Regions from separate parts of the Sus scrofa genome. Here region 2 is linked to region 1. A link is a contact called in public HiChIP or PLAC-seq data. All regions are on one chromosome and are shown on one strand. Each heading gives the region's core, a stretch centred on a gene start, on an enhancer-like site or on the middle of the called end of the contact. The rest is flanking DNA. Distances are from core to core; before and after follow the strand shown. Region 1 has its middle 270 kb from the start of MME. Region 2 has its middle 81 kb from the start of MME.

Evidence for each region. HiChIP or PLAC-seq counts read pairs in DNA pulled down with a chosen protein or histone mark.
Region 2: a contact with region 1 is called in an H3K27ac HiChIP or PLAC-seq map of skeletal muscle. The contact joins two enhancer-like sites. A contact is called at or near these places in 2 of 47 Hi-C or Micro-C datasets (epiblast stem cells and skeletal muscle) and 1 of 2 datasets of contacts at active chromatin or transcription factors (skeletal muscle).

Annotation. Positions count from the first base shown.
Region 1 is chr13:94,750,794-94,755,282 of Sscrofa11.1, forward strand. No RefSeq gene overlaps it. Among named protein-coding and RNA genes, the nearest start is that of MME, 270 kb to the right of the region's middle. Within about 2 kb of position 3,203, at least 6 of the 83 cell types and tissues checked have an H3K27ac peak or open chromatin away from gene starts, as enhancers often do. A contact at or near this core is called in skeletal muscle, where this site is marked.
Region 2 is chr13:94,935,215-94,939,716 of Sscrofa11.1, forward strand. No RefSeq gene overlaps it. Among named protein-coding and RNA genes, the nearest start is that of MME, 81 kb to the right of the region's middle. Within about 2 kb of position 1,982, at least 5 of the 83 cell types and tissues checked have an H3K27ac peak or open chromatin away from gene starts, as enhancers often do. A contact at or near this core is called in skeletal muscle, where this site is marked.

The sequences.
Region 1 (4,489 bases), core at 1,953-4,452:
TCCTGGCTTGTGTGAATAGTGCTGCAGTGAACATGCGGGTGCATGTGTCTCTTTTAAGTAGAGTTTTGTCTGGATATATGCCCAAGAGTGGGATTGTGGGGTCATATGGAAGTTCTATGTATAGATTTCTAAGGTATCTCCAAACTGTTCTCCATAGTGGCTGTACCAGTTTACATTCCCACCAGCAGTGCAAGGGGATTCCCTTTTCTCCACACCCCCTCCAGCACTTGTTATTTGTGGACTTATTAATGATGGCCATTCTGACTGGTGTGAGGTAGAATCTCATGGTAGTTTTGATTTGCATTTCTCTTATACTCAGCGATGTTGAGCATTCTTTCATGTGTTTGCTGGCCATCTGTATATCTTCCTTGGAGAACAGTCTATTCAGGTCTTTTGCCCATTTTTCCATTGGGTGATTGGCTCTTTTGCTGTTGAGTTGTATAAGTTGCTTATATATTCGAGAGATTAAGCCCTTGTCGGTTGCATCATTTGAAACTATTTTCTCCCATTACATAGGTTGTCTTTTTTTTTTTTTTTATGGCTTCCTTTGCTGTGCAAAAGCTTGTCAGTTTGATTAAGTCCCATTGGTTTATTTTTGCTTTTATTACTGTTGCCTGGAGAGACTGACCTAAGAAAACATTTCTAAGGTTGATGTCAGAATGTTTTGCCTGTGTTCTCTTCTAGGAGTCTTATGGTGTCTTGTCTTACGTTTAAGTCTGTAAGTCATTTTGAGTTTATTTTTGTGCGTGGTGTGAGGGTGTGTTCCAGTTTCATTGATTTACATGCAGCTGTCCAGTTTTCCCAGCACCACTTGATGAAGGGTCTGTTTTTTTCCCATTTGATATTGTTGCCTCCTTTGTCAAAGACTAATTGACCATAGGTTTCTGGGTTTATTTCTGGGTTCTCTATTCTGTTCTTTTGGTCTGTCTGTCTGTTTTGGTACCAGTACCACATTGTCTTGATGACTGTGGCTTTTGTAATATTGTCTGAAGTCTGGGAGAGTTTTGCCTCCTGCTTGGGTTTTTGTTCCTCAGGATTGCTTTGGCAATTCTGGGTCTTTTGTTGTTGCATATAAATGTTTGGATTGTTCATTCTAGTTCTGTGAAAAATGTCATGGGTAATTTGATAGGGATTGCATTGAATCTGTAGATTGCTTTGGGTAGTATAGCCATTTTTGCAGTATTAATTCTTCCAACCCAGGAGTATGGAATATCTTTCTATTTCTTTTAAAAGAGTTCAGCATTGTTATTGCTGTGGCACGGGTTGGATCCCTGGCCTGGGAGCTTCCACGTGCCACAAAAGGAAGATGATGGTACTAAAAAGACTACAAGTATATTGCATAGATTAAGCATGTTGAGGATCACATGAATTTATTTAGCTTCTACTTTTATGTTTTCCACCCTGTGTTAGGCAAAACGTCCCCCAGTGATCCCTACCTCCTGGCATCCATGGCTTTGTGTAATCCCTACTTCTTAAGTGTGGATTGGACCCAGGGATTTCCTTCTAATGAATACAATAAGCAAAAGTTGTGGGATGGCCCTTCCAAGATTACATTACACAAAGGCTCTAACTTCTCTCTCACTTTGAGAAAAACCAGCTGCCTTATGGAGTGACCTTGCCCCAGACAGCAAGACTATGAGAGTCCCCAGCCAGCAGGCAGCAAGAACCTGAGACCTTCATTTCAACAATCCATAAAAAACATCATCTTGGCACAACCATATGAGTGAGCTTACAATCAGATCCTCCTCCAGCTGAGTGGAGATGACTGCAACACCTTGATCAGAGCCTCAGGGAGGCCCTGAGTCAGAGATCCATCTGAGCTGCACCCAGATCCCCGACTCACAGAGGCCAAGAGCTAATAAATACCTCTTCTCTTAAACCACTAAGTTTTTTTTGGGGGGGAGGTAATTTGCTGTGGAGCAATAGCTATTCAATTCCCTCTCCTCTCAAAAATGAGGGAACTTTGAATTGGATCTTGAAAGAAATAAGAAGCTGCTTCTGTGGGATGCTGAGCAAGTAGGGATGACTGATCTTGTCATAGTCTTCCCTGTTTCTTTGTTTTTTCTTTTCCTCTTGTACACTTCACAACCTCCTCTCCTCACTCCCTGCTCTTCCAAGGCACAGAGGTTAAGAGAGAGCTTCAGAATTTCCTCAGAGGAAAGGCCCTGGGTCGGGGGGCAAGGTCTGGGGATGAGACATAGGCAAAACCTTCTGCTCATTTCTTCCAGAAAAGGCTCCATTTTTATTTGTTCACACATTAAGCTTCCACATACAATTTCTTGTGAAGAAAGCATCTCAATCAAAAAAGCAAGTCTGAAATCTCAAAAAGCACTTATTTAGCACTTGTTCCTTCTAGAAGAAAGGGCTGGGAGTTTGAAGGGATAAGCTTTATTCCTGGGTCGGCTATGTAGTTCTGAGTCCCAGTTTCCTCCTGTTTCAATTAGAGATTAAATGATCTGTCCCAGCCCCGTCACAGGGTCATTGGGAGGCTTCTTGGAGAGGACTGAGCATGCCATCTGTTCCTGTGTCAGGGACACTCCAGCCAGCCATCTCAGGGCTTATTCTCATGTTTCATACGGGGTTCAACATAAGTGTGAGGTCTTCCTGGATCTCCTGCACAGATCACCTTGTCACCCCATGCCTCTCTCTGGCCTTTGACTCTGCTGACGTTTTTTCATCTGGTTTATTACCACCTGCTACATTTTGTGTTTATTTGTTTGAGATTTTTAAAACGTATTTGTTTATGTTGCCCTGGGATACAGGCCCCAAGAGGGCACAGGCTTTAATCTATTTGGTTGTATTCTGTAGTCTCAGGAGTTAGAACACTGCCTGACCTCCATGGGTGCTCAGTACTTCTTGAATGGGGATAAATGAGTGAGTGAATGAATGAATGAGTAAAATGAGACAATGTCAGGTGCCCCTAATATATTTAATATAAAATTCTAAAATGAGTTCTTCTTTATGGGACTCCTGGAAAACTGCATTCCAGATAAGTGCAACAGTAACAGATTTACCCTCACCTCTGGGAGAAGTTACTGCCTCTCTGTATTTTGAAGTGACCAAGAGTTTACAGCCCAACTAATGTGAACACATATTCTCTTTCTGATTTGATTTTTCAAAAGAAAATGCTACATATGATTAAAGCACAGCTGCCACTCCTCCCCCACATTCCAGCACAGGCACATTATTGGGCATTACTGCTTTGATGCCCCCCTCCTTGAAGAATCTGTGATGAGGTTCACATGCCAAGCCCCTGTTACAACTCCCTCACCCTGCTGGCATCTGGAAAGCTTCCAGACCTTTAGCTGAGGAAAGCATAACTTAGAAGCAAAGGAGAAACAGTCTCCCGGTTATGTTTCTTCATAATGTGAGACTTTGTTTTATGATGGATTGGGTTTGGATTTCTGGGTTGGGTTTGAGAAGTGATATGTGAATAATTTAATATGAAGCAAAACTAAACAGCAAACAGAGGGTTTTTTTTTTGGTAATTGCACTTCCTGTTACAGGATAAAAATTGATTCAGGATTGCTAAAGTTTTGAAATGGCTTGAAATAATTTAACATCTAAGTGTTTCTGTGTATGTGAGGGATATAAATTACTAACCTAAAGTTTTGAAGTAGAATTTTTTAGAAATATTTTAGAGTCAGAAACAGTATTCCCCCCCGCCCCCAGTGATTTATTCTTTTATGGGGAGCAGGAAACCAAAGAACTGCCTTTTCTTCTCCCTTTGTACATACTTTGTTTTCAAGGTGAAACTCATTAGTAGATAGCGCAAGCCAATTTTCTGGCTACAAAGGATGATCTGAGGAATGGTGAGGATTAGCTCACTCTTGCACAGTGGATCCCTAAGAGCTGCCACCTCAGCGAACTAGTCCTGCCTTCATCCTGCCCCCAGGCAGGGCCGAGACTCAGCTCCTGGCATACTGGTTATTTCCAATCTGGATCTATTCTCTTTGGGCTAATTTATATCCAGATTAGTTGTTGCTTGTGTCACCTGAATTATTAAGTATCTTAAATATTGCCCTTCACTCTAACCCTGAATTCCCTCTAGGGATGCAGCTGGCTCAAGAGATACTTAAGACTAAAGTTGAAACCTTGGCTACAGAGGTTGGCTCAGGGGTGGGCAAGAGAAGGAATCTCAGATAAATGCTGTCACTTATTCTAGATGGTGAGAGGTATAGTTGTGAGAGCTGGACCTCTTGCAGTCACTTTGTTATCATGAGGAAAACCAGCCTGAGGGAGAAGCTTATGCACAGAGAAGAACAGAGCTAGAGCATGGTGGAAAATTGTAGGTAGAGTCCTGTAGCAAATACACCCAAAACATACTCTACCTCTGAACTTTCAGAGCTAAGTGAACTAATATATTCCCTTGAATGATTTATCCAATTGAATATGCACTTCTAATAACTTGAAACAAAAATAACTCCAAGTGATAAGGGAAGGATTTACCACTAGGGTGAGGTTACTATTTTCACAAAATACCATCTCT
Region 2 (4,502 bases), core at 732-3,231, 180 kb after region 1:
CTTTAGTTGTGAAAAATCTTTCTCCTAGTCTTCAGGCCATTTTCATAGATAGTTGCTCTGTAAATAGTTGTAATTTTGGTGTGTCCGTGGCAGGAAGAGAGCTCAGGGTCTTAATAATCTGCCATCTTGGCCACATCCTCCCTGTTCTTCACTTCCTTTTATGACTTTTTTTTTTTTTTTTTTTTTAGAGTCACATCTGCAGCATATGGAAGTTCCAAGGCTAGGGGTCGAATAGCAGCTGAAGCTGCTGGCCTTTGCCACAGCCATAGCAATGTTGGATCTGAGCCACATCTATGATTTCTGCCGCAGCTCACAGCAACACCAGATCCTTAATTTACTGAACAAGGCCAGGGGTTGAACCCACATTCTCGTGGATACTAGTTGGGTTCATTACCACTGAGCCACAAAGGGAACTCTCTTCACTTCCTTTTAACAGACTACCTCTACCCTTAGCATAACCCTAGGTTGTCCAATATAGTAGCCACTAACAATATGTGGGTATTTAATACTTGAAATATGACCAATCCATATTAAGAGGTACCATAATTGTAGAATATTCATCAAACTTTAAAAATGTAGTGCAAATATAAGATATTAATAATTTTAAAATCATTGATTGCATTTGAATGATAAAGTTTTTGACACACTCAATTAATAAAATATTAAAATTAATTTCACATGTTGCTTTTCCCTTTTTTTAAGGGAACTACTAGAAAATTTTAGCTCTCCTTAGTGCTTGACATTATATTTTCATTGTACAGTGCTGGTGTGGCCTCTTCACAGTTGCAAGTTAGGTTATTTTGCCTGGAACTATACTATACTAGCACAGTAAGTGTCTTAAACTTTCTTTCTGTACAAATCCTTGGCGTCTTAAAAGCTTGTTAGAGGGGGAAAAAAAATGTGGAAATACTTAATGTGGTCCAAACAATGTATTTATTTTTTAGCACTTATTTAGAACAAACTGTTGAATATTTTGGAAATTTAAGGTTAACATGGAGTAGTTTGATTATTGTCATGTGGTTTCTCTACCATTAGTTCCTTAAATAGTACTCATTTGTAGGCAAAATAAATGATAAATTCTTGTAGTTTAGTGTCCTGTATGCAATGTGAGGAAAGTAAAAACTACATACTTTATAATAGCCAACTCTAGAAAAAAGTACTTAAGGCCTCTGTGGCAGCAGCAGTTTTGAGGAATTAAAAAAATAATATCACCAAAGGAATTTTTAGTTAGTAAGTTTTTAAATACTTATTTAGTAATATTTACATCAGTGGCATGCCAAGGTTGGTGCAAACACTTGGGTGAGAATAAAAATTAAGTTCTTATATATTTGTTCATTAGAGTAAACAACCTTCAAAATTCTTCTTTTATTTATTTACTAAATATTTTTCCATATGTAAGTTTGCTTTCTTTTGGATTCCTGATATCAATACTCTGAAAACCACTGACATCAGTTAATCTCAATCATTAGAAGTCTTCTACATCAAGCAGTTCACAGTACATTTTCAGGTTGAATACAGAGGTCATTTTCTTCCACTATCAATGCTAATAGGCCACCCATTCCAATTAAATGCAATGAGCATTGGTGGTATAGTAGCGAGCATAGCTACCCTCCAATTAAATGCAGTAAAAGAGAAGGATTTCTCAGTGGTTGAGTGTCTTGTTTCAACAGAGATGTAAGGCTATCTCTTCTTTGTGTCATCTGAAAAGGCTTAGATGAAATGAGGAGATATTCTGTCACAGCTGAAAATGAAAGTTAAGTCTGAAAAGAATGCAAGAGTAGAGATATTAGCAAAAGAAAACAGCAAGTTCAGGGGCCATTTTCAAAGTAGAGGGATCACTAGAAGTGTAGAAGAAAAGGAGGCACACTTGTCTCTTTAAAAAGAGAATGAGAAAGTGTCAATTCTCAGAGATGAGTTCTTAACCCCAGACAGCTGTGAGCAATTTGTCAACTGCTCTGAAGTGTGGCAGAGTCAACCCCTGGGTCTCAGCCATGTGGATTGGATACTGGTTTCCATGAGACTGAACACACAAGAGGACACTTCTGCCTCAAGGACATCCTAGTTGTCATTGTGATCCATAGATTATCTAAACAGTAGAAGAGTAACTTACAAATTAAATGAACTAGACTAATAGGCACCCTGGGTGCATGAAAAAAAATCAGACCAGCAAAAACTAGCAAATAAAAGAGTTCATATGGCATGGTAGAAAAATCACAGCTATTTGCCATGGCTCTGAAATTTAATGTGTCACCTTAGGCAACTCATTTAACTTCTGTGAATCTTCTATAAAATGGAAGTGATGCACATGGGATATACAGAAACCACGCTACTTAAAGTTTCTGGGACATGATAGGTCCTTAATATATGGTGGTATCTCTCTACAAAAGTAAACTGTAGCAGTAAATGCACTAATAAAACTTAGAAAGGGGATTATTTTCTTCACTCTTACAAATCTTTATGTTTTGTTAGGACAGCAATCTAGAAACTTTTCAGGCTCCTGCTTTGCTCCTCGTGTTTCCTTAAATCAGACAAAGACTGATAGAGCTAAGCTTTGGTATCCATGTGGCCCCTGAGTTATAGCATTCCTCAACACCTATCTTGATCAGTCCCTAGACCTTATCCTCTGCTTTGGATTTTATTCTTAAATTATTCTGACCTTGAGTCCTAGTGTCATCCCCTACTCATGCTCAGTGACAGGGGAGCTACACTCCCATGTTACCTCCCATGATCATTCCATGCACCCATAGAAGGATTGTCCAAAAGAGTACCAACCAAGTACTGAAAGCATTTCTATTGGACTCTAAATGCCCAGTGGAAACCCCCAGAGCAGAGTGAGTCTCCAATCATAGGTAAGTTAGCCACTCCCTCGAAAGGCCAGGCTGTCTTGGCTTTATGTTTGGTGCAAGTTCTGTTGTCCCAGGGCCCATCCCAGCTATCCAGTGAATATATCCTTCCTATCTATAGCCAGTCTTAAAAACAAAGCTCCTTGTGAGTTCTTGCTGTGATGCAATGGGTTAAGAATCTGACTGCAGCAGCTCGGGTTGCTTCAGAGGCATGGTTCGATCTCCAGTGGGGCGAAGTGGGTTAAGGATCCACTGTTGCCACAGCTGCAGTGTAGGTCATAGCTGTGGCTTAGATTCAATCCCTGGCATGGAAACTTCCAAATGCTGGGCATGCAGCTATTAAAAATAAATAAATAGATAAGCCTCCAGGATATGTAAACAGAATACATGCTATATTTAATTCAATTTTCCTTACAATTCTAAACTTAAAGTTGACTTAATCTTGTAGAGTTGAGGTGAAAATATAGAAATTTTGATAGACTATGAAATAAAGTGTCATGAAGGCTATAGTCATGTTGTATTTTAGAGAAGACAACTGAAAAAGTTTATTTTGAATCAAAAAGTGCAGTGTATCCTCATCTTGATTCTTGTTCCTCTGTTCTGAACTGTGCACAAATCTCCCTTTGGAGTAACTTATGTTGCTGAATTGGATTTGCTCCTAGTAGCTCAAGGTGAAAAAAAGGGAATTTTCATCTCTTAAACATAGCAATGGGAAAAAAAAGTACTTTCCTTTATAACACTGGATAATATGTCTAATAAATTTGCCAGCAGTGAGGAATGAGCCTGTGAGGAAGTAACAAAGATACACATCTAATGAAATCTAGTGACATAGTACAAAGGCGTAATTGTTGCTAATTTATGAGTTCAATGTCCTTTCTCTCTTCAGCCAGGAGAAACAATCTCACCACATTCTGAGCTTCTCCTATCCTGACATGATTCTCCTTTATCTCCTTTCAAAACAACTGCAAAGTGCTGCAAACTCTTTGCTCTATAGCATTATCTGGAACCTAGATATGCCAGTTAATCCAAGAACTAATAAGCATTTTCCAGATGAATATGTGGCAAAATGAAACCCACCTTGAAGTACTTGCACTTTCCCTGATTCTAACATCCCTGCAATATCTCTCAAAGCTCTAAAATTGCTATTAACTGTCTCCACTATCATTGTGCTATTGGTAAGTGCATCTATCAGTTGATTGAGAGTTCTCATTGTTGGAATGCCAAGAAACAAAGCTATATTGTAGTTTTGTTTGTGCTTTTTTAAAAAAGAGAGAATGTCATTATCTTCCCAAGGCATATGATAATGTTCCCCAAGTTACCCAAAGAGAACAAAGTCTGCTGCTGATTAAATACCAAAGTTCCCTGGAATAGAAGGACTGGAGCTCAACTTCTCTCCTAAAAACAACAAAATTAACAACTAAAGGCTGAGAAATCTCCACCCAAATGGACCAGAAATCTTAAAAAAGATACCCTACCCCAGAAGAAAAAGAGGAGGCCACATCAAGAGGTAGGAGGGGCGATTTCACGATATAAACAACCCCATACCTCCTGGGTGGGAAGCTCCACAGACTGAAAACTAACTGGTTCACAGAGACTCACCTACAGGAGTGAGAGTTCTGAGCCACACATAAAACCCTCACGTGCAGGGATCTGGCACTG